5 separate regions of the Sus scrofa genome follow, and all the other regions are linked to region 1. A link is a contact called in public Hi-C, HiChIP or PLAC-seq and promoter capture Hi-C data. All regions are on one chromosome and are shown on one strand. The core of a region is the stretch at or near the end of the contact, and the rest is flanking DNA. Distances in the headings are between cores, read along the strand shown.

Region 1 (5,032 bases), core at 1,429-3,928:
AGGTCTTGGGTGGGAAACAGAGCTCAGGAGAGCAGGCCTAGAGGCATTCCAAGAACTTGAAGAAACACAGGTGGACTCTCCTGACTCTGGAGCCCCCAAAAGATGGGCCTTAAAAAAAACTGCTTTACATGACTAATTCACCAGTCAAATGTAACATAAATATGGTCTGAAAAGGGAAAAGCCTCACAGTGAGAAGCGCTATGTAGTAACATTACCAGTGGCTCTACCTAGCCAGCTATGAAGGAGGATTAAGGCACTGCAGCCTACCTCAGGGCTGAAGCCTTTGGTGAAGTCCTTCATGCGACTCAGGGTAGGCCCCAGGTCCACACTGCTGCAGTTCAGGAGCACACTCAGCAGGGCATGAGTGGCGCAAGAGTTGGGGATCAGCTGTGAAACAAGGAACAGTCACCCATACACAGCATCCCTCATCCCAAACCCATACTCATCAGAAATGGGGACCCAGAGAGGGACAGCCATATCTGGACAATCCTCACCAACTCCCCTCATCTTTACCCAGTATTTGTTCATTCACCTAATTACCCATCAGTTGTCAGGGGACATGGAGAATGGACTCAGATACCACCCTGTCCTAAAAAGGTTCCCCCGACCCCCACCCCCGTTTTTTTTGTTGTTGTTGTTGTTTTGGTTTTTTGCTTTTTTGGGCCATACCCACAGCATATACAAGTTCCCAGGCTAGGGGTCGAATTGAAGCTACAGCTTCTGGCCTACACCACAGCCACAGCAACGTGGGATCTGAGCCACATCTGCAACCTACGTCACAGCTCATAGAAACACTGGACCCCCAACCCACTGAGCGAGGCCAGGAATCGAACCCTCATCCTCACGGATACCAGTCAGATTCATTTCCAATGTTCCACAAAGGGAACTCCCGAGGCCCCCCTTTTTTTATGAATAAGAGCTCAGTTCCTTCTACCAAGGGACTTCTGTAACCACCACCTATGGTGTCTGCCTATCTCCTCCTTCTGCCTTCCCCCACCTTCCAAGTGAAGAAAATGATAGCACCCCACCCTCCAGAAAGAACACAGAGCCCAGCAGACCTGGTGGGCAAAGAACATGTTATTCACAATATCATCATCAATCACAGATGTATCATCCACCAAGGTAGAGACCTTGCGACGGGATCGGCGTTCTTCGATCCATTTGAACAGGAAGATGAATCCATACACAGGGCTGGGGAAAGTAAGGCATAGAGCTAGACCAGTCAAATGGTGGAAGGCAATCTGTACCCCCTTTCCTCTTCCCTATTCCTCTGCACCACATTACTACTCAGGTGCCTGTCTTGTGATCCCATCTCTCCCTTGGCTTCTTCCCAGCAATGCCCAAAGTGGCCCTGAGCCCTCACTCCCCAGAAGCCCACTGGAGGCAGTCAAGTATCAGCTTCTGGCTGTGGTGCTCCAGGAGTCCATCCAGTATCCTTATAAAGTATACAGTTCTGGGATAAGAAAAGAAAAACTGGAACCAATGGCCCAGGACCAGGTGGCAACAGATGGTAAGGCTAGAACAAAAAAATGTGATGAGGAATTTAAACACTGATTCACACTTGTGAAGCCCAGGGCCCAAGTCCCAGTGCTGTCAGGGAAGTAAATGAAAACCCGTATCAGTCCCTTCTTTCCTGCGAAATAAAAGCAGACTTCTCCGTTTAGTCACTGTAGCTGTTCCTCCACACCTCTATTCTACAGGACCACCAAGACAAGACCCTGAAGATGGTCACCCAGAAAGATGCCTTGTCAGATGTCACACACCAGCCAATCTAGACGAGACCCCTATGTGGAGATTAAAACCACTGGCACACGAGCACATTAAAGCAGTAATAAATTACAGCTGCACAAAAAGGCAACATATGACCTAGGTCAAGTGAGTGGGGTTTCTGGCAGGAAAGTCAAAAGAGCAACTAAATTTATTCCAAAAGACGTTAGGAATTGAACTGGGGGAAAGAGGCTACCATCCAAAGGGAAGTACTGAGGGAAAACTGGGGGAAACAAAAATACAGTACTGGCTTCATCAGGAGGACACCCAAAGAGGAGGGATGCTTCCTTATATGAGATTTTACAAACTGGGGCTACTGGTACTCCCTTCCTTGAGGCGCACTCTCTCCCGGGCCCCTCCCTAGCCCTTGGGGTGTAAGGGGCGGCCCTGGCGCCAAGCCACTCACCCCTGGCATTTGCTCTGAAGGTCATAGATCTCCTCCACCTGCACCCCTTTGACACCTGCGATCAGGGAAGAAAATAAGTGGGGAAGGGCAGCCCCTGGCTATGGAGCAAGGGCGCAGGAGTGGGCCCCCACAGCCCAGAACTGGCGGGTAGGAGAGGCTCTTACCAAAATCTTCCACCAGGAGGGTGAAGAGGCCTGGGTGGAGCGACAAGAAGAGCGGGTGGTAGTCAGAAAGGCGCATCCCGGACCCACCCGGCCTCCCCAGCTCCCGGCCTGCCCAGTCCCCTCCTCACCAGGGTCGCTCTCCAGCTCCAGCCAGCCCTTATTCATCTTCCCGCGGGGCGGCCCCTCAGCGCCATGTCCAGGCCCCCCGACCCACTGCCGCCCCCGCCGGGAGCCCCCCGCCGCCCCCGGGGCTCCTAGCCCCCCACACAGACAACGGGCCCTGCCGCGTCACCCGCCCGCGCCGGCGGCATACGTCACCACGGCGCGACGGTCTCCACCCCGCTTCTGAGCTCGTCTTCCGCGATTTCGACTCCAGACGCCGGCGCTTGCGCGGGAGGGTGGGGCAAGAGGAAGGGGAGGAGCGAGGGCGGTGTTGAGTACCAGAGGCGCGCGAGGAAAAGGCGGGGCGAGATGGGGCGGGGCCGAGCGGAGGGGGCGGAGTGGGTACGCCGGTGGCGCGAGAAGCAGGGGCGGGGAGGGGCGGGCGCGCGGCCGTTAGCTCGCGGCCGTTAGCGATCCTTCCTTGCCAACGGTCAGTGCAGCGGTGGTCCCCGTGAACGCAGTTTCCCTGGGTTACAGTCCGCGTGACCCGGCTCTCGTTTGCGCGCTCGCCCCCTTCGCCGGCGCAGTCACCGCGCGGGGCGGCCGCCCGTGAGGTAGCAACCACGGCTTGTGACAACGAATAAAGCTCCAGGACAGCGGCTCCCTCGGCGACAGCTGGGCGAGCGGCCCCGGCCGGTAGCTGCAGGCGGTGTGCTACCGTGAGGAGCAAGCGGCGGAGGCGACCTCCGGCCCGGCCCCGTACCAGCCGCCCGGCAGGCGCGACATGAGCCTGGTCCGGCATCTATGGGATGCTCCTTGAGCCCCTTCTCCGGCTGTTACCTCCGGGGGCCGCTTGTGGCCACACCGATACGTATTTTCCAAATAAACCATTGTTTATTCTTGCGGCGGCGGGGCCGAACACGCTTATTTATTTTTAATTTTTTCAACAAGCTTTTACCCAGCACTTAGCCAGTGAAACAATTTGGTCACCGTTTCAAGGGAGCATCCGCTCGGTAGCAAACCTCGGACTGAGCAGCTTGTGGAAGCCAGCATCTGCAACGTCTCTCATCACACGCTTTGAAGATTGTTGCGTCTTCCTGTAACTACCAGTGTGCTCAGAATCCCATTCAAGGAACGTCTTGTCCAGCGATGCAAAGAACTGAAGTTTCAAGGTTTTATTTCTATTGCTAGATGTGCGGGACTCCCCCACTTACTGGGACTTGCACAATAGCCAAGTGGATCCCCTAGTGCACACCCTTCTTTCTCCTCTTCCAGTCTGTCTAAGGGCTTTTGTTGAGTAAGAAGCCATCAAATATCATTTACCAATGCAAGTGGCACTCGTGGATTAGAAGAGGAGATGGAGCCTTAGTTTTCTGAACAGCTAGTTGCCTGAGGAGTAACTAGTTTGTGCAGAATAGTGGTCCCTAAAGATGTTCATGTTCTCCAGCTGTGCTCTGAGGACATGGATGCGGAGTGTGTGTTCCTGGAGTGACCTGATTCACTCAGCTCTCTTAAGAAATGCTGTCCTTCTCTCCTTTGAGTAGACACAGTCCTTCCTTCGTAGGAGTGGATTTTATTTCTTTTATCCCGCTTGCCATTCAGGGATTTCCACCTTAACCAATACAAACTGTGAATTTGAAGTGAATTTGTAATCAGCTGACATTGGTGGGAGGAGGAGTGGCAGGGTGTCTTCTCCACTATGGGGCCTTTTACCCTTGGCTCAGATCTAGAGGAAGGTTGAAAACAGGCCAAACCTCAGTGACCATTTAAGCCTGGTGAAAAGTGGTAGGAGCCAAGGGATAACTTGTCATTGTTGTCTCTCACTAGAGGGAGTTCTTGCATTGGGTAACCAAAATCCCAGAGGCTCCTTTTCCTAGGAAAGTGCTATCTAATCTAACTTTTTCTGGGCAGAATTAAGGCACCCATACCTGGGGGAAAAAGGAGCTGTTTTTCCTGAGTGCTACCTCAGGCATTTACTAGGCACACACAGCCATTTAGCCAGTTCAAGCAATAATTCCAAGTTCTCATTTGGCTCTGCGATAGCAGTAACTGATCTTGAGCAAGTGCCTCTCTGTGACCTCTCTGTGCCTCAGTCTCCTCATCAGGAAAATGGGGATAAAATGGTACCTATTGCAAGGGATTTTTGTGAGTTAAATGTAAAATGCCCAGAACAGTTCTTGGCAAGATTTAATAATTACCGGCTCTTTATAGCATTGATACTGGATGGGTCCCTTTTATTCCATCACATGGATGGGAAGGTGAAGTGCACTGTTGCTTTGACCCTGTGGAACTTGATAACCAAATATAGGTTTAATTGCTGACTTGTTTATATTTATAGCTGGAAGATCCTGTATTGTCCTCATTATAGTGTAGAAGATTCAAGATAGGAGAGAGAGGCAGTAGCGAATGAAGACTATAAAAGAAAAGAAGAAGAAACGTCAAAGATTGAGGTAGAGTAGGCACCATAAGGGAGTTTGGGAACAATTGTCCAGTGGCCTGTAGTATATGCTTCCCTTTCTGTCCACTTTGCATGGTCATGGAGGCTAGGGTTGGTTAGTGCAGAAGCACACACCAGTCGTCTCCTATACGCTAT
Region 2 (4,572 bases), core at 1,463-3,962, 460 kb after region 1:
ACAAGCTCTCTCCATGTCTAGCCTAACACTGAGTGAGACACTGCTTCCTAGTCCCACCTTTGTATAGAGAAAATACCAACTACAGTGGGATTTGCACTTGTGCTCACTAAAGATTAAGTAAATAAGTGACTGTGTCCCTCAAGACCTGCAGGGCCAGCACCGGTACTCTGAACACATTCAACCCTGCACACTTCTCAGCTCTGAGCAACTCTGCCCTGTCATAATCACATTTCCCTCTGTGAGTCGCAAGTATCAAATCCGGGGGAACAAGTGGGACCATCAGCATCAATTAATCCCATGAAAACAGCCAGGGCTCTGCTAAGAAATCTTAGGTTAGGGAACAACATAAAACCTAAGCCTGGAGTTCCTTCAGAGAGAAAGGAAGGCCAGCAGGAGCAGAAAGAAGTGGAAAGGGGAGTGCAGACCCACGTACAATGTCTTAAACGCACATATATACAATTCATGTGCCCAAGTCAACAGCTGATTTTGGCTAAGTCATCAGAAATTATTACTGTGGGAACAAGTGGCTATTTGTTCAACAGGGAAAACAGCAAGACAAGTAGAGACTGAAAAGCAGAGAAAGAGTAGCAAACATATACAGTCTGGGACTTGCTGCAAGACTTATGAAGGCCGGACGACCAGAAAAAAAAAAAGTGGTGTTCAAGAACAGCCTCTTCAGGAGTTCCCATTGTGGTGCAGTGGTTAGCAAATCCGACTAGGAACCATGAGGTTGCGGGTTCGATCCCTGGCCTTGCTCAGTGGGTTAATGATCCGGCGTTGCCATGAGCTGTGGTGTAGATTGCAGATGTGGCTCGGATCCCGCATTGCTGTGGCTCTGGCGTAGGCCGGTAGCTACAGCTCTGATTAGACCCCTAGCCTGGGAACCTCCACATGTCGCGGGAGCGGCCCAAGAAATGGCAAAAAGACAAAAAAAAAAAAAAAAAAAAAAAGAAGAAGAGCCTCTTCAAGAGTTCCTGTCGTGGCTCAGTGGTTAACTAGTAACCATGAAGATGTGGGTTCGATCCCTGGCCTAGCTCAGTGCGTTAAGGATCTGGTGCTCCTGGGGCTGTTGTGTAGGCCAGTGGCTGCAGCTCCGATTCAACCCCTAGCCTGGGAACCTCCATATGCTGCAGGTGTGGCTCTAAAAAGACAAAAAACAAAACAAACAAACAAAAAACCCCAGTCTCTTCAGGGTTATCTAAAGCCTGGGAGAATTCACCCAAATAAACCCTGCATCATAAACAAGCAAAGCTGCAACTCTGGCAACTGGACGCTACATGACACAAGCACACACCACCAGAATCCTTCCCAGATGCCAAGGAGCATACTTTCTGCAGGAACTTCCCACTCTGCCCACGTGAACACAGTGGGGAAGTTTTGAGAACAAGTCATTTTGGAATTAATGCTTCTGTAAATATTTATGACCCCTCCTTCCTCAAAAATGCAATCATAAGGGCACTAGACTTCTTGTTACTTTAATAAAGGATATGCATTAAGAAAACAATATAATCCCTCACCACATGGCATACATGACATGCTGGAACTTCTAGTTTTCCAAAGGCAATCTGGGACTTTCTTCCCCCTCACGAAACTCTGAAGGAAGGTCCCCTGGTGACTTAGCACAGGGATTCCAAGACCTCCTCAGACCCTGAATCTGTTTCTCCATTAAGCTCCTAAGTTGCCCAGGTCTCTAGGAAAGGAAGGATACTTGAAATGCAAATAAAGGTGGATTGGGAGAGAGAAGAGCCAGGGGAGACTTGAGATGTAACTTAATTAGCAAAGCTTGGGACATATATGAAACAGGTGGGCCTCTTCAGGGAAAGGAGAGGAAAAAGGAGATGTGGGGAAGAAGGCAGTATGGGTGAGTCCTACTCTGACAGAAACAGAAAATTAATCTCGGTGACAGGGGCCGGGAGGGGGCGAGAGCCCTTCTGGAAACGGATTGCGGGGGGCCTAACAAGCCAGGGGCCCACCAGGTGCAAACCGGAGAGATTAAGTCTTGGAGAAGTGAAGGTGAAGGAAAAGACTCATTATCAGACTGGAGATTTAGGGATGAGGATTCAAAGCGCGAAGGAGAGGCTAAGATGAACCTATAAGAGGGGGCAGAAAGGAATATGCCACCCGGGGGTCATGGCCGCAGGCTGGAAATTGGAGTAGCTTTAATTCGCACTGACACGGTTGAGGGGGTCACCTCTGGCTAGAGGCTGCTGCGATAAGGCGAGGGACTCAGGACCTGGGTCGGGGGCAAGAGCTCCCCTTCGCCTGGGAATGCCCAGCCTTGGGCTCGCGGGAAGAGGGCACCTCCACCAAGGGCCCAGGACCCCAAGGCCTGAAATCCTCAGGCAGGAACGCCCCCGAGGCCGGGCTGAACCCGCGGCTCGCGGCGCAGGGTCTGAGGAGGGGCGGGGGTCCCGGACTCACGCAACAACGTGCTGAAGGCCACGACGCCGAGCAGCCCCTGCAGGAAAATGCCGAAACTGTGCATGAGTGCGCCGCTCTCGCAGCGGCCCGCCCCGGACGCGACGGTGGAGGGCGGCCCGCCTGGCAGTGCGCGGCTCGTGTTCCCGGCAGGGCCCTGCATGGCGACCCTGGCGAGGGGCGCAGGGCGCCGCAGCCCGCCCGCCCGGCCTCGCTGCCTGCGGGGTCCGCGACGCCCAACCCAGACTCCAAAGCTGGGAGCCGGTACCTACGCCCCGCCGCGGACTCGGCGCGGCGCGTAACCCGACGTCTGAGATCGCAGCGTCTGATTGGCCAGGCCCAGCGTTGGGGCGGGCTCTGGCTGCTTCAGCTCCCCCCCCCCCAGGGGTGGGGATCCAGCCGGCGAGGGGGCGGGGTCGCGGGTCTCCACCACAGGTGGAACCCTGTGAGCTGGGCTGCCACAACCCAGTTGAGAGCCCCGCCCCGGCTCCGAGTTCCAGGTCGGGAGGGTTGGAGCAGGGAAGATCTGTGGCTAAACTTTTTCTCCTCCAAGATAAACTCATTCCCTGAAGAATTTATTTAAAAATACTCCTGGATTCCACCCTCAGATTCCAATTCAGTTATTCTGAGATCGCGGGCAATAATTTGCATTATCGGCAAATAGCCTGGATTATTCTGAAGCAGGTCATTGAGTAAACAATCTGACTATGCACACAAATATATTCCTTTCAGCCTAGACGTTTGGCGTCTTTGCTGGGATCAATACCCTGGCCAAAGGCTCATCTTAGATTGATTAACCAAGCCCCAAGTCGACTCCCCCCCCAAAAAAACCCGTAATTTAAACTATTTAAATTTTAATCCAGTTGCCTTTATACATGCATGTGAACATATCCCCTTCTTGTTCATTTTGAACGTGATTCACAAAAGAAAACCAAGTTGCTGGACTTTTTCTCCAGAGCCTCCCTCCACACACGCATATATTTACTTACACCTACCTAACTCTGACTTCTTGGAACCTGCACTCTGCCTCTTCCAGGGCCTCTAATCCCTCTCCACTTTACCTACCCTCTCAGCCCTCTCTGTCTTTGCTCCCACACCTCTTGTTGGTGCTCTCCAGTGCCTGATCTTCCTGCTGATCGACTTAATACCAGTGTATGGTTAGTATTATTCCAGTAGACATTGTGGTACATTTGTTGAACATTAAACACTGTATCGAGGGAAATTTTCCCTAAAGATAGCCACAAGAAATTCCAATTACAAGAGTTCCTGCTGTGGCACAGCAGAAACGAATCCGACAACCAGGAAGTTGTGGGTTCGACCCCTGGCCTTGCTCAGTGGGTTAAGGATCTAGCGTTGCTGTGAGCTCAGGTGTAGGTCGTAGACGTGGCTGGTATCCCGCGTTACTGTGGCTGGCAGCTACAGCTCCGATTAAACCCCTAGCCTGGGAATCTCCATATGCCATGGGTGCAGCCCTAAAAAAAAAAAAAAAAAAGAAAAAAAGAAAGAAATTACAATTACATAAAAGGGTTAAATGCTATCCAAAAGCCTTCTTGGTTAATAGGAATTTTTTTTTTTTTTTTTTTTTTTTTTGTCTTTTTGCCTTTTCTAGGGCCACTCCCACGGCATCTGGAGGTTCCCAGGCTAGGGCTCTAATCGAAGCTGTAGCTGCTGGCCTACGCCACAGCCACAGCAAGGAGGGATCCGAGAGCTGCATCTGCGACCTATAACACAGCTCATGGTGACGCCTGATCCTTAACCCACTGAGCAAGGCCAGGGATCGAAACTGCAACCTCATGGTTCCTAGTCGGATTCGTTAACCACTGAACCAGGAGGGGAACTCCAGTTAATGGGAATATTAACTTGATTTTTCAGAGGAAAAATGCTACTGGCTCCCTACAGCCAACTCTCCAGCTTTCTCTTACAATGCACTTCCACATTTTTTTGTACCTTCACATGCATTCTAGTTGAATGGAATACTGTTCCCTTTTCCTTACTCTATGAACTGCCACTCATGCTTCAAGTCCTGCCTGATCTTCCTCTCCCTGTTGTACATTCACATTACTTTGTGTGAGCTGACCCACTAGAACTTTTCACACTGCTAAACTAGGTACACACCTCTCTCTCAGCTGAATGAGAGCCTCCTGAGGGCAGAAA
Region 3 (5,011 bases), core at 47-2,546, 270 kb after region 1:
AGTCTCTCATACATATACAACAATTTACTAATCTTGAAGATCTGGGAAGAATATTAATATGCGAGGTATTTTGTACACTTCCAAAGCCAAAGACAGTGGTCAAAGCACTTTTACTCATCCACATGCACATGTAACTGGTTTGACATATTTCTTCAAAAGATATCATCCAGGAGTTCCCATCATAGCTCAGTAATAACGAGCCCGGACTAGTATCCAAGAGGATGCAGGTTCAATCTCTCGCTCAGTGGGTTAACGATAGGGCATTTGCCGGGGGCTGTGGTGTAGGCTGCAGACCTGGCTCGGATCTGGCATTTCTGTGGCCAGAAGCTACAGCTCCAATTCAACCCCTAGCCTGGGAATCTCCATATGCTGTGGGTTCAGCCCTAAAAAGACGAAAAAAAAAAAAAAAAAAAAAGATATCATTCGATATTTCTTTGGATCTTAAAACATGGCCAATATACTAACAAGTTATAAAGCAGAAATTACTACGCTTTTGTATAGTCCAACTTGTTTCTGAATTACATTTGGGAAAAGAGCACACTACAAAATGGAAAAAAACAATACTTAGAAATCATTTTTGAGGAGTCCTAGCTTGTTGGAAAATAAGTTAATACAAACGCTTTATTCCAACATGTTTCTAAAATCATAGTAATAATTTCTATAACCACCATACCGTATATTTGTCTTTGTTTCTGAGGGTCCCCTCTAAATTTTTGCCAGTTTTTCTTCCCCCTTAAGTCACCAATATGTACCCTATAATAACAAAACCATGTTTCTCTCTCAGTAAAAAATTTTGAGACGGAAAAATATTAAAACTCAGAAGTTTACACAATTTTAAACCTTGATTATTTGTGGTGTTGCAGTTAAGTAACTCTATGCGGCCCCTACGATAAATACAAGTCCCACTGATAAAAAACAGTCTGAACACAGTTAGCCAGAAAGTGTTTTTAAAAAATTACTAGGAGGCTTTGCGCCCGAACCGCCAGGAAAAGACAAGAAAAAAAAGAGGCCTTGAACTGTGGAGAAAATGAAAGACTTTCCGACCTGTCACTGGTACGACCTGTCACTGCTACGGGGGACTAAGAGATACGTTGACAGCTTTGAAGCTGTCCGCGACAAGCGCTCGATCAGCCGCCGGGGGCGGGAAAGCGGGTCTCCGAGAGTTTCCGGGCCGCGGCGCGCCTTTGTCCCGGCCGGCAGGTGCGGCAAAGCTGCTGGGCCCGTCACGAAGCCTGCCGCCGTGCCCCGCCCCGCGCACCCGGCCGGACCGGCGCGTCCCCACGGCCGGGGCGGGGCCTCCGCCGCTGCTCCCGCCCGCCCGGGCCCACACAAAGGCCCGGCAGTCGGCCGAGAGGAAGCGGCCCCGCCCGCCCCGCGCCTGGCCTTACCCAGCCGCTCCGCCGCCTGCAGCCCCGGCCGCGGTCACCGACCGCCGCGCCCCGCCCCGTGGCCGCCACGGCTGCTGCTATTGCTCCTCCGGCCGCGGCCGCTGCCGTCGCTCCAGCACCCGCCGCCCTCACCGCCCTCACCCCTCCCGGTTCCGCCGCAAAACCAGCCCCGCGGCCGCCAAGCGATCCTGGCTCTGCGCGACACTGCGTGCGCGCGCACGCGCGCCGGCGGCGGTGCGCTTTACGGCAGCTGCGTGAGTGCGTGACGCTCACTAGTGGCCTTAATTCGCACGTGGCCCTTTCGGAGGCACATTGTGTCTGCGAGCGCTGGTGTAACTGCTGGCATTGCCTTTCCAGCTTCCAGTATGAAGCGGCCGAGTGAGTCGGGTCGTGGGGCGGGTGTAGAGGGACTTGATGGTCGATGAGCCTGTGCCGCTTGATCTGTGGAAATAAGGGTCTAGCGGGTAGGTTGTCTCCCTGGTCCATCCGAGGGTTGGAAGGCCCCACGTTGACCGCGGGCCCGTGGTACAGAAGGAAGGCTGAGTCCCAAGGATGAAGATCAGGGTAGGGTTTCTTGAGGCGTATTTCAGTGTCTGAGCCGGGTTTTGGGCCCAGCATTTTCCCTTCTACGGCCACGTTCGGTCCGGCCCTGGTAAGGTCTGAGAGTCGCCTCTCAAACCCAATGTTAGGTTTTCCTTTGTGATTTTGTTGTTTGACAAGAAGTAGCTGTCGTCTTGAGTCTTATACGCTCCTGTGTGTGATCCCAGTCTTATCTTGGAAAAGTGAGACCATGAAAGTTGGGCTCTATACCAGATCTATTAATTAGGTCACATTCTCTGGGACTTGGGTGGCCCATGTTTGTTTTTATCGGGGGCCCCACAGTTTTTTTTTTTTGTTTTGTTTTGTTTTTTTGTCTTTTAGTGCCGCACATGCGGCATACGGAAGTTCCCAGGATGGGGATGGAATCCGAGCTGCAGCTGCTGACCTACACCACATCTCATAGCAACACCAGATCTTGAACCCACTGAAGGAGGCCAGGGATCCAACCCATTTCCTCATAGGTACTAGTCGGGTTCCTTACTGCTGAGCCAGGACAGGAATTCCTCACAGGATACTTAAAATAGGTTTCAGAGGTAGTTAATTACTTAACAAAATAAATGGATAAATGGATATGACCCTAGAGCAAAGTCATCAAAAACTAAACAAATCGATCGTTTATGGATGAAATAGATTATAAAAAGTGATTTTAAAAAGTAATATCGGCGTTCCCGTCGTGGCGCAGTGGTTAACGAATCCGACTAGGAACCATGGGGTTGCGGGTTTGGTCCCTGCCCTTGCTCAGTGGGTTGACGATCCGGCGTTGCTGTGAGCTGTGGTGTAGGCTGCAGACGCGGCTCGGATCCCGCGTTGCTGTGGCTCTGGCGTAGGCCAGTGACTAGAGCTCCGATTCGACCCCTAGCCTGGGAACCTCCATATGCCGCGGGAGCGGCCCAGGAAATAGCAAAAAGACCCCCCCAAAAAAAAAAAAAAAGTAATACCTTTGTGATCTATTGCTTTGTAGAGTTAAAGAAATCAAGTAAACGCATGACCTGCCATAAGCGGTATAAAATCCAAAAAAAGGTAAGTCTTGTTGTTGGGAGAGTTATAGCAACTGTAAAGCTAAACTTATTTCTGCCCCACTCCTCCACAAAGAGGTCTCTATTAATATGACTTCACCTCAGGAAACAGAGATTGAATAGACTAGCTATGAGAGCAAGCTTTTAGGCATCAGAAGTACAGCTGTGGGAAAGTGCAGTGATAAAGTGATGAGAAAGTCTATAAAATTGATTAACATGGTAAGAATTGCTGCAAAAAGAATCTCCTGCTGACATTTTCTTGTTGATGTATATATAAACGTGGTGGGTCCTTTGTATTGCAGTTAAAGTGTTTTTAGGTCATCTTACCAATACAACTAAAATGCAACATGATTGATTTTTCATGTGAGTTCTCTTTAGTATTTTTGTATGCTGATAAATTTTTTTCTCTTGATAGGTACGAGAGCACCATCGAAAATTGAGGAAAGAGGCTAAAAAACGAGGTCGAAAGAAGCCTAGGAAAGACCCAGGAATTCCAAATAGTGCTCCTTTTAAGGAGGCTCTTCTTCGGGAAGCTGAGCTAAGGAAACAGCGGGTAAGATGCATTAGCTGAAATTTTCAACAAGTGATGTGTGTATTTTTTCAAAATAAAGTCAGAACACCAGGTCACTTTGGCTCACTCATTTCTCTTGTGGCTTGGACATAGCTTGAAGAACTGAAACAGCAGCAGAAACTTGAGAGGCAGAAGGAACAGGACAAGAAAAGAAAACTTGAAACTAATCCTGGTGTTGAGCTGTCTCACAAGGTTCTTGTGAAAGAGGTATGATGAGGTCTGTTTGTGAGCAAGAGATAAATTCTAGAAGTAAAAAAGCACATGCTAAGGCAGGGGTTGCTATGCCTCTTGGGAGGAAAAAAGGCTGAATTCAAATTCTGTCTTATTTATTAAAATATCAACTGCAGTACTCCAGTTGTTCATGAAAAATGGAGAAACAGGTTACATCTACTGACCTTCTAATTTTGTCTACTTCCTTTTGTCTTTATCCTATAGGAATTTGGGCGATCTAAAGCTAAGAAAGCCAAGTCAAGCAAACAGAATCCAAAGAAGTTGTACTGTCAGGAACTTAAAAAGGTATCTTAGTCTAGGTCAGTGCCTAAAAATGGTAATGATGTTTGAAAGACTATTGTCATTTTTTTTTTTTTCCTTATGACACCAACCTTGCAAAGGTAGAAGTAGGGTTCTCTGGAGCTGGAAGACTCCTCCAGCAAGCTGGCTTACTCTGTTATGTTTGGCTGAAGGACATATTCTTGTTGTTTTAAATTTTTTCGTGGGAACAATTTACCGTAAGCATGATTTACAAAAGTGGCATTTTATAAAGTAACATGTGTTGACACAGTGGTTTTTTAAATGTAGAACAATACATTAAGAGTAGCAGTGTAGGAGTTCCCCTCATGGCTCAGTGGTTAACGAATCCGACTAGGAACCACGAGGTTGCAGGTTCCATCTCTGGCCTTGCTCAGTGGGTTAAGGATCTGGCATTGCTGTGAGCTGTGGTATAGGTTGCACACGCAGCTCAGATCGCACGTTGCTGTGGCTCTGGTGTAGGCCGTCAGCTACAGCTCAGATTAGACTCCTAGCCTGGGAACCTCCATAAGCCACAGGAGCAGCCTAGAAATGGCAAAAAAAAAAAAAGGCAGTGCAAAAAAATATAAGAATCTGTTAAAGTACAATGCTAAAACCAAAGTGAGGGGATTTCAAGGGGATGGCTTGTTATAGTACTCCCAATGTCTGTTTTCCTAAGCTCATTCCCATCTGTGACTAGGCTGCTTATCAGGTCTTGGCCACAAAGGCTAATCAATCTATATAATTTACAAGGAGAGGATTACATGTTTAGATAGTTTGACTGTTTCCACTCTTGAAATCCACTTTGATCAAAGGCAACTGAAACAAACCTGTTTTATTTTCATATAAGAAATGGTGAATGTGTTAGCTTGATAACCCAAGTGAAGACAAGAGATTTAACTCTGAGTTTACTTTGTTACAAAGTAGAC
Region 4 (4,762 bases), core at 687-3,186, 440 kb before region 1:
GCCATTGACTCCAAGCCAAAGCTGTGACCTACCCCCAGCTGCAACAACTCTGGATCCTTTGACCCACTGCCCTGAGCCTGGGATCGAACCCACACCTCCACAGCAACCCAAGCCACTGCATATTCTTAACCCACTGTGCCACAGCAGGAACTCCTGAAAACTTGTATTTTGGATGCTTGATTAGTAAAGAATATAAACAGTTTGGGCTTGAAGGTGGTAAAGCAACAAGGGGTTTGGAGTTTGCAGTGTGGTGCAGTGGGTTAATGATCCACCTTGCCTCCGGGGAGGCGCTGGTTTTATCCCCTGCCCTGTGCAGTGGGTTAAAGAACCACCGTTGCTGCAGCTGTGGCGTAGGTCACAGCTCCAGCTCAGATTCAATCCCTGGCCTAGGCTTAGATCCTTGGCCTACCACAGGTGCAGCCGAAAAAGGGATGAATAAAAAAGATTTGTGCAAACAGGCTTAGCCTGAATTCCCTATTTCTGGATTAATAAGGTACACTCCACATGAAAGAAGTATAACTTTTGCATGAGGGATTTATTCCCTGCTTTCAGGAAGACAGAAAGGAGGGTCAGAATGTGCCTCTTGCATTGGACATTTCCTAAGTAACTTTAATTCAAAATAACGTGCTCTTGAGGGAGTTCACACTGTGGCACAGTGGGTTAAGGATCTGCTGTTGTTTCTGTGGCGGCACAGGTTCAGTCCCTGGCCCAGGAACTAACTTCCATATGCTGTGGGTGCAGCCATTAAAAAATGCCATTGAGACACATTTTGGGGTAGCCTGCCCTGGGCCCCCAAAATAGATTGTTTTGGAACCACCAAGCTTGCTTGCGCCTAGAAATGTATAGGTCAGCAGCCTAGACTTAAACCCCAGGAGGGCTGGATGAGCCCTTACCCTCCCCTCCCAGCCTGCCTCCTCTGTGCCCAGAGGTTGAAGTCTTCAACGCACCCCTCCCCAAGCTGATTCAGCCTCTGGAAATGTACAAAGGGCAGCTGGACACATTATAACTGTGTGCAACATGTGGGTGGCCAGTGGGACGCCTGTGCCTCTTATCTTCCCTCTCTGGTGGCTGCAGAAGTGCCAGAGAGCCTGGCCCAGGGTCAACCAAGAATGTGCCACATGTTTGCTTTTGTGCAGTTTCCCACCTCCCATTCTGTCACACAGTGTCACGATTACATCCTCTCACAGTGCCATCCTCTGTCACACCCAACCACCATCTCACATTGTCATACACAGTCCCCCACTGATACACACTTAGATTTGCCCACACAGTAGCACAATCATATACATGCCCATTTATCCTTCATTCCTGGCTTGCTGCCTGCTCTGTGCCCTGCCAGGGACAGAGTCCTGCGGGTACACGGGCCAGCCCCCTAAAGCTCACAGATATTAACCAATAATCCACCGCCTCTCCACACAGGAGGCAGAGGCAGTCAGGGAGGCGGCCCCTGAGTTGCTGAGGCGTGAAGAGGGGCGAGGTAGAAACTCGCGGAAAGGAGTTTTTGGCCAGCCCCAGCACGACTTTGCAGGGCTGCACCCCGAGAGCAAGAGGGCAGCTGCAAGGTTTCGGGTCAGTGCCGGCCCTCCTCCCTTCGGGCACTATCGGGAAGTAGCAGGGGACGAAACCAGCTGCCTAGGGCCAAAGGCGGGGCCTGTTGGGCAGGAGTGAGCCTGCGGGGGGAGGGCGAGGCGGAGCTGGCGGGGGTGGCAACTGCCACAGGGGCGGGCTCCTGAGTCTGATCCTCGGGTAACTGGCCCAGGCTGGAAACTGGGGCGGGCAGAGACGCCCGCGCTGAATGGGCCTTAGCGACTAGAGCGGCCCTGATTCGCAGTCTTCGGTCCCGCCCCGCTATTAGAGTCCGGCCACGTGGTGGGCGGACCTGGGCAATTCTGAGCCTAAGACCTCAAAAGACCCCGAATTCCACCGAGAGTCCCCAGGCGGGTGCTGAGAGGCAAGCGCGAGTTCGAGATCGGAAGAGAGCGAGGTGCGGCGCCCTGGACAGCGGTAGAGGGGTTCCCTAGATTGAAATCCAGGCTACCCGGATAATTTTTTTTGAGGGGGGCGGGTGGGAGTCAATATCTGGGTCCAAACCTGGCTCAGCTACTCTCTAGCTGTCTCTGAACCTCTTAGCTTTTACCCCTGTATCGTGGGCAGAGACACGAACTTCATGGAGCTCTTTAGGGGATTAAATAAGGAAATGTGTTTTGAAAGTGGCCAGCACAGCTCCAGAAAAAGAATGGGAGCGCTATGACGGCGGGTGGGGCTTCGAGACAGGGTGTCCTCTCCCTGTGGGACGATCGGGGTACCGCTCTGAGGAGGGGCTGCGTGCAGATGGAGTCCATTGGCCTCAGCGGCGGAGCAGGGTAGATAGCCGCTTGCTTTGCCCCCACCTCACCACGGCAGGGCAGCGCCATGGCCAGCAAGGGTCGCGAGGGCGAGCACCCATCCGTGACGCTCTTCCGTCAGTACCTGCGCATCCGCACCGTCCAGCCTGAGCCCGACTACGGTGAGAACGCGGCCTGTGGTGGGGCCTCAGGGGCGGGGGCTGTGCTCTAAACCGGGAGTCAACCTCTATCACCCACCTGAGCTAGATCTGCAGCCTCGAATGGCGTCTCCCCACCTCTCTAGCTATTCCCTAGGTCAACAGACTGCTCAGCAGCCCCTCCTGGCTGTGGAGGGAGTTTCCCTGGAGGCTGAGCTGCTCCAAAAGTTACTCCTGATGGTTAAATAAGGAACAGCTTCACCTCAATCCCCAGGACTTGGAGTGGAGGAGGGGAGGCTGGGGCAGCAAGGGAAGAAGAGGCTCCATGAAGCCTACTGGGGCTGAACAGAGGCCATGGCCCTTAAGGAATCAAGCTTGATGGCTGGGAACTGTGTACCTGGGCCCAATCCATATCCCCTGGTCTGTGATTTACCAGCTGGGAGGCAGTGTGAGCCTCATGTCTCTGAGCTAATTTCCCCATCTTTAAGGAAGGTGACGATGACACCTGCTTTTCACCCTGGACTTCCCATCTGGCCTTCCACAAAGGGTCTTCTTCCTTGGGGACAGAATGCAAATGTCTCTGAGGGATGTGGAATTGTGTTAAGCCAGGGGTCTGCTCCTCTCTCTGGATGTGCCACCAGTTATGCCTGGGAGGTGTGGGGAGACAGAAGAAGCAGTGAGGCTCTCTGTGTCCCCAGGGGCTGCTGTGGCCTTCCTTGAGGAGAGAGCCCGCCAGCTGGGCCTGGGCTGTCAGAAAGTGGAGGTGAGCCTGCGGCCCTGCGTGGAGAGCGGAGTCGGGCCCTGGGCAGCTCCTCACCCTGCACTGACCACCTCTCCTCCTGGCCCTCTCCAGGTGGTACCTGGCCATGTGGTGACCGTGCTGACCTGGCCGGGCACCAACCCCACACTCTCCTCCATCTTGCTCAACTCCCACACAGATGTGGTGCCTGTCTTCAAGGTGTGTGTGTGGCGGGGATGGAACAGCCCTTGGGGACAAAGGTGATGCAGACCCCTCTCATTTGACTCCAGGGAGCCCATGGTGCTGGACTTTCAACCTCATAGGATTTTACTCCACTCAAGTAGTCTCTGTCCATTAGCCATTCCATGCCAGGGGTGGCATGGGGGAGAGGGGGTGGTGGAGGTTGGAAGGCAGAGAGAGGGGTGGCTATCGATTGTCCTCTTCAGCCTGTGGTGGGCTCCTAAGGCACCTGCTCCCAAGCAGGGCCACAGTTGAGCAGAGTGGATTAATGACTACATTTGGGGCTTGGGTCCCTCTTCCTGCCCCCAGGAGCATTGGAGTCATGACCCCTTTGAGGGCTTCAAGGATGCAGATGGCTACATCTATGGCAGGGGCGCCCAGGACATGAAGTGCGTCAGCATCCAGTGAGTTTCCTTCATTCCCAGTTTCCCCACTGGCCTGTTGGATTGACCCAGGACCCAGGTACGATTGGAGAACCTCAAGGCCGAGGAACATCTTGACCTCTTACCTTGAGTGGGAATTCTTAGTATGACCATTGCCAGGACACAAGGACAGAGACTTTCTGGAGTCACCTGCTAGGCTGTGGCAGAGCAGGGCCCAAGGCTCCAGCCTGCTTGCTCAAGCACTGATGGCTCCCCCAGCACCTAGCCTATACCCTCTCACTGCCCCTCAGGTACCTGGAGGCTGTGAGGAGGCTGAAGGTTGAGGGCCACCATTTCCCCAGAACCATCCACATGACCTTTGTGCCAGGTAGGAGTAGCTTGAGGAGGGGCACCTTCACAGATGGGGAGAGTGTGTTAGGGGTACCCGCCTCATCTCACATCCCTGCTGCTTTTATAGATGAGGAGGTTGGAGGTCACCAAGGCATGGAGCTCTTTGTGAAGCGGCCCGAGTTCCAGGCCCTGAGGGCTGGCTTTGCCCTGGATGAAGGTGAGCAGATTGGCAGGCCACTGAGTGGCAGCAGGTGGCTAGTAGTGGCTGGGCCGCTTCACCCTCTGAACCCGTTTTCCCTCCTCAGGCCTAGCCAGCCCCACTGACGCCTTCACTGTCTTTTACAGTGAGCGGAGCCCCTGGTGTGAGTATGCCCTTGGTGGAGTGGTCATTGTGCAGATGAGAAACTAGGCCAGAAGGGAGAGAGGGCCTGCCAAGGGTTCCAGCAGATAGGGGCTGAGTAGGCCTTGAACCCAGGGCCTCTGCCTCCCAGAAGCTCTTTCCTGAGCTTCTAAGGGAGGCCCTAACCATGGGCAGAAACCAGCTGTACATCATGTGTTCTGGGGGTGGTGGGCAGAGCTTGCCAGAGG
Region 5 (4,862 bases), core at 2,136-4,635, 290 kb after region 1:
ACTTTCAAATACAGCCTATTTCTAAAATCGAAGTTGGTTTGAATTAATTTCATCTTAAGTAAAAGTAAAGTGTGTACCTATTAGGCACTTGATTTCTCAAGGCCTTTGAAATGAGAAATATATTCAAGGGCTGTTTAAAAAATTGGGGCTTACAGGCCAGATTACAAATTTGGGAGAACATAATTCAGATTCTCAAAGAACAATCTAAAATACACACACACACACACATTCTCTGTTTCTTTCTAGAATGGTATATGTAAAGTACATTATACCAACAAACTTCCTCTCTAAAGATACACATTGTCATATACTTTGGGCTATGTGCCTCTATCTCATTGAGGGCTGAGACTTACCTATAGAAGCCAACAGACTGGGGCTCTTCAGCCAGTTCTAAAATCTGCCCGCTTGGAACCAACTTCCACCGAGACTGGAGAAAACTATCTCACTTGAACAAATCTCATTTAGTTAATGGTTTAAGGGACAGCGGTTTAGCTGAACAATGTCCAGTAACAATTACCTGCAGGTACTATGTGGACAGAGCACCTATATTTGTGCTATTCCAGTTAGCAAGATACAAGAAAAACACAATCCTAGCAGGTATTTGATGTACTTAAATTTGCATGGCAGAAACCACTTGCTCCTAAAACTCTTCCACAGTTATCTCCATGCAAAATGCCAATAATTATGAAGTGTCTGATCCATACTTCCTTTCCTGGTGCAATTCCTGGTCATGGAATTCACTGATCTGGTTAGAAAGAATTCTTGAAAATGCATGTACACCCTGGGATGTGCAATAGTGGCTATATTTTTGCAAGAGTACACAACTGTGTACAATTTGATCAGTAATATTCAATTGTTCATTATGAAAATTAGTATTTTGTTTAGAAATGATAGGACCTTTACATTCCCAAATCACTCACAACACACACACACTACACACATACACATGTACCTATATGACATGCATTCCCAGCAAGATGGGTGAAAAAACCTTAGGGGGAAAGAATGTTTTTTTTTAACTCCATAGTGACTTGCATTAGTACCTATATTTTCAATAACCTTTTCTGCTTTCCTTCCTATTGCTATATGCTCCCATGGAAGGCCATTCCACTCATGTTCTGCAACCTATCCTGTAGCTGCTTCCTTGGTGCGGCATCAGCAAACCCTTCCTTTCTCTGCTGGATCACACACCCAGCAGCATCTTATCAGGCTCTGGTATCTTCCAGTTAATTTAAAAAATAAAAATAATTTTTTAAAAAAGACACCATTTCCATATCCCAGTGGAACCCACAGACCCATTTCTTTGTTCCCTCTCACTCCAAAAGCTTTAAAGGATATAAAATCTCTAGCCCCACTTTCTTTCCTCTTGTCCTCTCTTCAGCCTCTTCCAACCAGGCTCGGTCCCAACTTCTCCATTTAAACTGACCTTGACAAGGTCATTTTTCTGTCCTCTTACTCATCCCTTCAGAGGCCATCAAGAAAGCTCACCACTCCATCTCCTCAATTATGAAATTATCTCATTTGTTTGATTTGTTTCTTTATTTCTGCCTTCCCTAACCAGAATGTGAACTCTATGAGAACAGGGACCCTGGTGAAAAGTATTTACTGGTGTATCTTACTGTGTCTGGCAATGGTAGTTGGTATGTGATTATTTGTTGGATGATGTTAATGTTGGATGTTGTTAATCTAGGAACAAGGCTGGTTCTCAGCTCTGAAACAGAATACAATCTTTGATAATAATCATGAAAACAAATTAAAACACAGGAAAGACATGAATTCCAATGGAGAACTCTCTCAAACCAAATCTGACAGGTAGTCTCCTTTCCTATTATATCTTTACAGCTAAAATACCGTAAAGTCTCTACAGCAACTGCCACCCTGACAAGTGCACTTAAAAAGGCTAACACAAAGGGTCATGTCTACTTCTACATACAAGAGAAAGTTTGTTTAGTCTCTGCTTCCACTTTCTGCTGCCTCTTCATCTGGCTAGCTCCTACTTGGCTTTCACGAGTCATGAAAGCCTCCTGCAAACCCCACATTCAGCTGAATCTATCTAAGCTGAATGGGGTCTCACATCTCCCAGCTTCGCTACCCCATAGTAAATCTGGCTTCTGTATGTGACTGTCTCCCTTGACAGACCCTGGGCTTGAGGAAGGTAAGGGCCTGGTGTTGGTCACAGCCATATTCTTGGCCCACTGCCTAGCACAAAAAAAAGGTGCCAAGGTTTTTTGACTGCATGAATGAGACCGACCTGGAGTGAGTAGAATCCCACCATCTGTGACCCTGATGCACAATACACCACAGAGGCCAGCGAGCCAGTTGGGACTCACGGGCCCGGGTTTCCCAGAACGCTATCTTTCCGGTACGTGGGTATTCCATCTTGCTCAGAGAAACCGGGGAGGGCCTAAGCTTTTGAGATAAACACCAGCCTTAAAAGAGAAGCAGTGAGAACCCTTGGATGGCCTCTATCGGGAGCGCCAGGCTAAGTCTGCGAGGTGAAGCCGCCGAGCAGCCTGGCGGACCAACTTGGAGACTCCCTGAGTGGGAGCTCTCTCCATACTGGTGCAAAGAGCGGACGAAGACAAGTCCCCTCTCCCAGGGGCTTCCCTTTCTCTGGATGATGGGTTCTGGGGTAGTTCCCTCTAAATTCTGGGAGTCAACAACGCTCCCTTACACTTAGAGGTGTTCTGAGGGCTGACACTTCGGGGGTTACCCCCTCCAGGTCCCGAGACCCTGGGCTAACGTTCCAGCAAGCCATTCCCCTTGGTCGCTCCCCGCGGTAGCCCTTACCTGTAGCCCGAGGAGGAGGAGGAGGAGGAGGAGGAGCCACCGCCCGCCACCCAGCCCGCCCCGCCAGCTCAGCGTCCGCGTCATAGGTCCCGGGGCCTGGCCCGCCGCCGGGCCGCCCTCGTCCCGTGCACTCCAGATCGAGCCCAATCGCCGACTAGATCCGCAGCCTCGACGCAGTCCCTGAGTTCCCAGCGCGCCCGCCTCTCGGACCGCAAAAGCGTTTCGACGAACAGGCGCCACCGGGCAGCCCCACCGCCGGGGTCCTTGCCGAGAAAAGCCCGTCGCCAAGGAGACGGGGCGCGCGCCGGCGCCGTTGGGTCGCGCGGGCACTGTCGATGATAGTTCGGGGGACCCGAGCCGCGGCTCCCGGCCCGGAACAGCACTGACGGCGAACCCCTCACGGGCGCGCGATGCCTCGACTCGTCCGCTACCGTCAGCATTTCAGCCCTCGCAGACAGAGGGCCGGCCTACAGCCAGCTCCGAAAGTGCGGGTCGCTTAGAGAGACCGGGGGCGGGGCCTTGGGCTGTCCGAGTCTGCAAGAGACATCCGCTTCCGGCGCCGTAGCCGTCGTAACCTCCGGTTCAGCAGGCCTGCTGAGCTGTACGAAACTAACCCAGGTCCCTACTGTCCCTGAGTCCCGGCCGCCCTCCCTCCGTCGCCCGCTTCCTGAACCAGTCATGCTGGAGCATCTGAGCTCGCTGCCCACGCAGATGGTGAGGGTGCTGCCCGCCTCGGCCCCAAGATCCCTGAACGCCATTCGGGAGCCTGGCAGCTCCGCTACCCTTGTCCGAGACCGACCCATCCGGTGCAGTGTAGTTTGTATCCTGGAGGCTACTCTCTTCCCCGAATTGTACCTCCTGGGTCCCCTTCGTTCTTTCCCTGCGAGGATGCCCTTGCTCGGGCCCCATGAGGATGCTTCGTTACCCTCGGGAAACCCAGAACGTCTTTACTTGCTCAGGTTCTTTGGGGAGGCCCTGATGTTGGGATTGCTCTGTGCCAAAGCTGTGAGGCCAGAGCAAGAATTGTACCTCCTAGGTTGCGGAACCATTTCCTGCTTTACTCTCCTTCACCTTTAGGATTACAAGGGCCAGAAGCTAGCTGAACAGATGTTTCAGGGAATTATTCTTTTTTCTGCAGTAAGTATTGGTTTTGCATAATCTTCTCTCCCCGTCTCCCCCCCACCCTAGCTTGACTGTATTTAATATACTTTGTTTGTCTCTAGATAGTTGGATTTATCTACGGGTACGTGGCTGAACAGTTCGGGTGGACTGTCTATATAGTTATGGCGGGATTTGCCTTTTCGTGCTTGGTAAGGAAATTTGTGGATATTTGGATGTTAGTGGCAACTCAGGTTTTTTCTGAATTGGGTTGTTTTGGCCGGACCTAGTAGTGAGGACCAACACCAACTTTTCCCTCATCCTTCCCTTGCTATCATTGGAAAATTAAGTGCCAAGTAGTATCACATGAGGTTAAGCTCCATAAGGAATACAGCTCATTCATTTCTTTTGGCAGGTGCGCCAAGCAGTAATCTTATAAAGTCAAAGCTAGATCTTAAGACTTTATGGTCTTCACAGTGCTCCCTCCTCTTTTATCTCTTAAAACCGTGTGTAAACAGTGAAGCTTGTTCTCACTTGGAGTATCTTGTCTGGATGGTGGCACAGTTTTCAGAGGAATGTCAGTTTTATTGTTTTTACCTCAAGCAGAAGAGTCGTTTGGGAACCTGGCATTATACATCATGTTCTTTTAAATTTTTAATGGCCATAATTGATGCATTTTCTCTGTTCTGGCCCAGCTGACACTTCCTCCGTGGCCCATTTATCGCCGGCACCCCCTCAAGTGGTTACCTGTTCAAGACTCAGGCACAGAAGACAAGAAGCCAGGGGAAAGAAAAATTAAGAGGCATGCTAAAAATAACTGATTCTGGATTTCATGATTCAGCTTTACTACTGCACTTGCTTTTGTTTTGTGTGAGATGAGCTACCTTGTTTTCTTAACCAAAACATGAGCTAAAAATAACACCTGTGCTCAGTTATGTATAGGTTTTGTTCTCTATATTTCACTTCTCAGTAGG

What was found. Promoter capture Hi-C pulls out the DNA fragments that hold promoters and counts their contacts. A called contact is a pair of places that touch in the nucleus more often than the background predicts. HiChIP or PLAC-seq counts read pairs in DNA pulled down with a chosen protein or histone mark.
Region 2: a Hi-C map of heart right ventricle shows a contact between it and region 1, with 5 times the contacts expected there. The contact joins the promoter of LOC100153598 here to the promoter of BAP1 in region 1. A contact is called at or near these places in 1 of 5 promoter capture datasets (fetal liver) and 1 of 47 Hi-C or Micro-C datasets (heart right ventricle).
Region 3: a promoter capture Hi-C map of liver shows a contact between it and region 1, with 4 times the contacts expected there. The contact joins the promoter of GNL3 here to the promoter of BAP1 in region 1. A contact is called at or near these places in 1 of 5 promoter capture datasets (liver), 3 of 47 Hi-C or Micro-C datasets (heart right ventricle, liver and skeletal muscle) and 2 of 2 datasets of contacts at active chromatin or transcription factors (alveolar macrophages and skeletal muscle).
Region 4: a promoter capture Hi-C map of fetal liver shows a contact between it and region 1, with 3 times the contacts expected there. The contact joins the promoter of ACY1 here to the promoter of BAP1 in region 1. A contact is called at or near these places in 2 of 5 promoter capture datasets (fetal liver and liver) and 1 of 2 datasets of contacts at active chromatin or transcription factors (alveolar macrophages).
Region 5: an H3K27ac HiChIP or PLAC-seq map of alveolar macrophages shows a contact between it and region 1. The contact joins the promoter of SPCS1 here to the promoter of BAP1 in region 1. A contact is called at or near these places in 2 of 2 datasets of contacts at active chromatin or transcription factors (alveolar macrophages and skeletal muscle).

The regions. Positions count from the first base shown.
Region 1 is chr13:34,550,860-34,555,891 of Sscrofa11.1, forward strand. It overlaps BAP1 (ubiquitin carboxyl-terminal hydrolase BAP1), which reads right to left and starts at 2,679. Exons shown (of 16, transcript XM_005669632.3): 1 at 2,466-2,679; 2 at 2,338-2,367; 3 at 2,174-2,228; 4 at 268-387. The coding sequence starts at 2,182. It overlaps PHF7 (PHD finger protein 7), which reads left to right and starts at 2,959. Exons shown (of 11, transcript XM_001928213.4): 1 at 2,959-3,611; 2 at 4,778-4,889. The coding sequence starts at 4,846.
Region 2 is chr13:35,015,098-35,019,669 of Sscrofa11.1, forward strand. LOC100153598 (store-operated calcium entry regulator STIMATE) reads right to left here and starts at 2,713. Exons shown (of 10, transcript XM_021068951.1): 1 at 2,422-2,713. The coding sequence starts at 2,581.
Region 3 is chr13:34,818,947-34,823,957 of Sscrofa11.1, forward strand. GNL3 (guanine nucleotide-binding protein-like 3) reads left to right here and starts at 1,297. Exons shown (of 15, transcript XM_001928454.5): 1 at 1,297-1,766; 2 at 2,950-3,008; 3 at 3,420-3,557; 4 at 3,669-3,782; 5 at 4,011-4,091. The coding sequence starts at 1,754. It overlaps PBRM1 (protein polybromo-1), which reads right to left and starts at 2,171. Exons shown (of 29, transcript XM_021068909.1): 1 at 1,389-2,171. The coding sequence starts at 2,006.
Region 4 is chr13:34,112,258-34,117,019 of Sscrofa11.1, forward strand. ACY1 (aminoacylase 1) reads left to right here and starts at 1,937. Exons shown (of 15, transcript NM_213896.1): 1 at 1,937-1,984; 2 at 2,404-2,506; 3 at 3,181-3,245; 4 at 3,336-3,440; 5 at 3,771-3,865; 6 at 4,135-4,211; 7 at 4,302-4,391; 8 at 4,480-4,536. The coding sequence starts at 2,413.
Region 5 is chr13:34,836,536-34,841,397 of Sscrofa11.1, forward strand. It overlaps SPCS1 (signal peptidase complex subunit 1), which reads left to right and starts at 3,386. Exons shown (of 4, transcript NM_001114288.2): 1 at 3,386-3,504; 2 at 3,868-3,927; 3 at 4,014-4,100; 4 at 4,584-4,862. The coding sequence starts at 3,469. The coding sequence ends at 4,709. GLT8D1 (glycosyltransferase 8 domain-containing protein 1) reads right to left here and starts at 3,319. Exons shown (of 9, transcript XM_021068949.1): 1 at 1-3,319.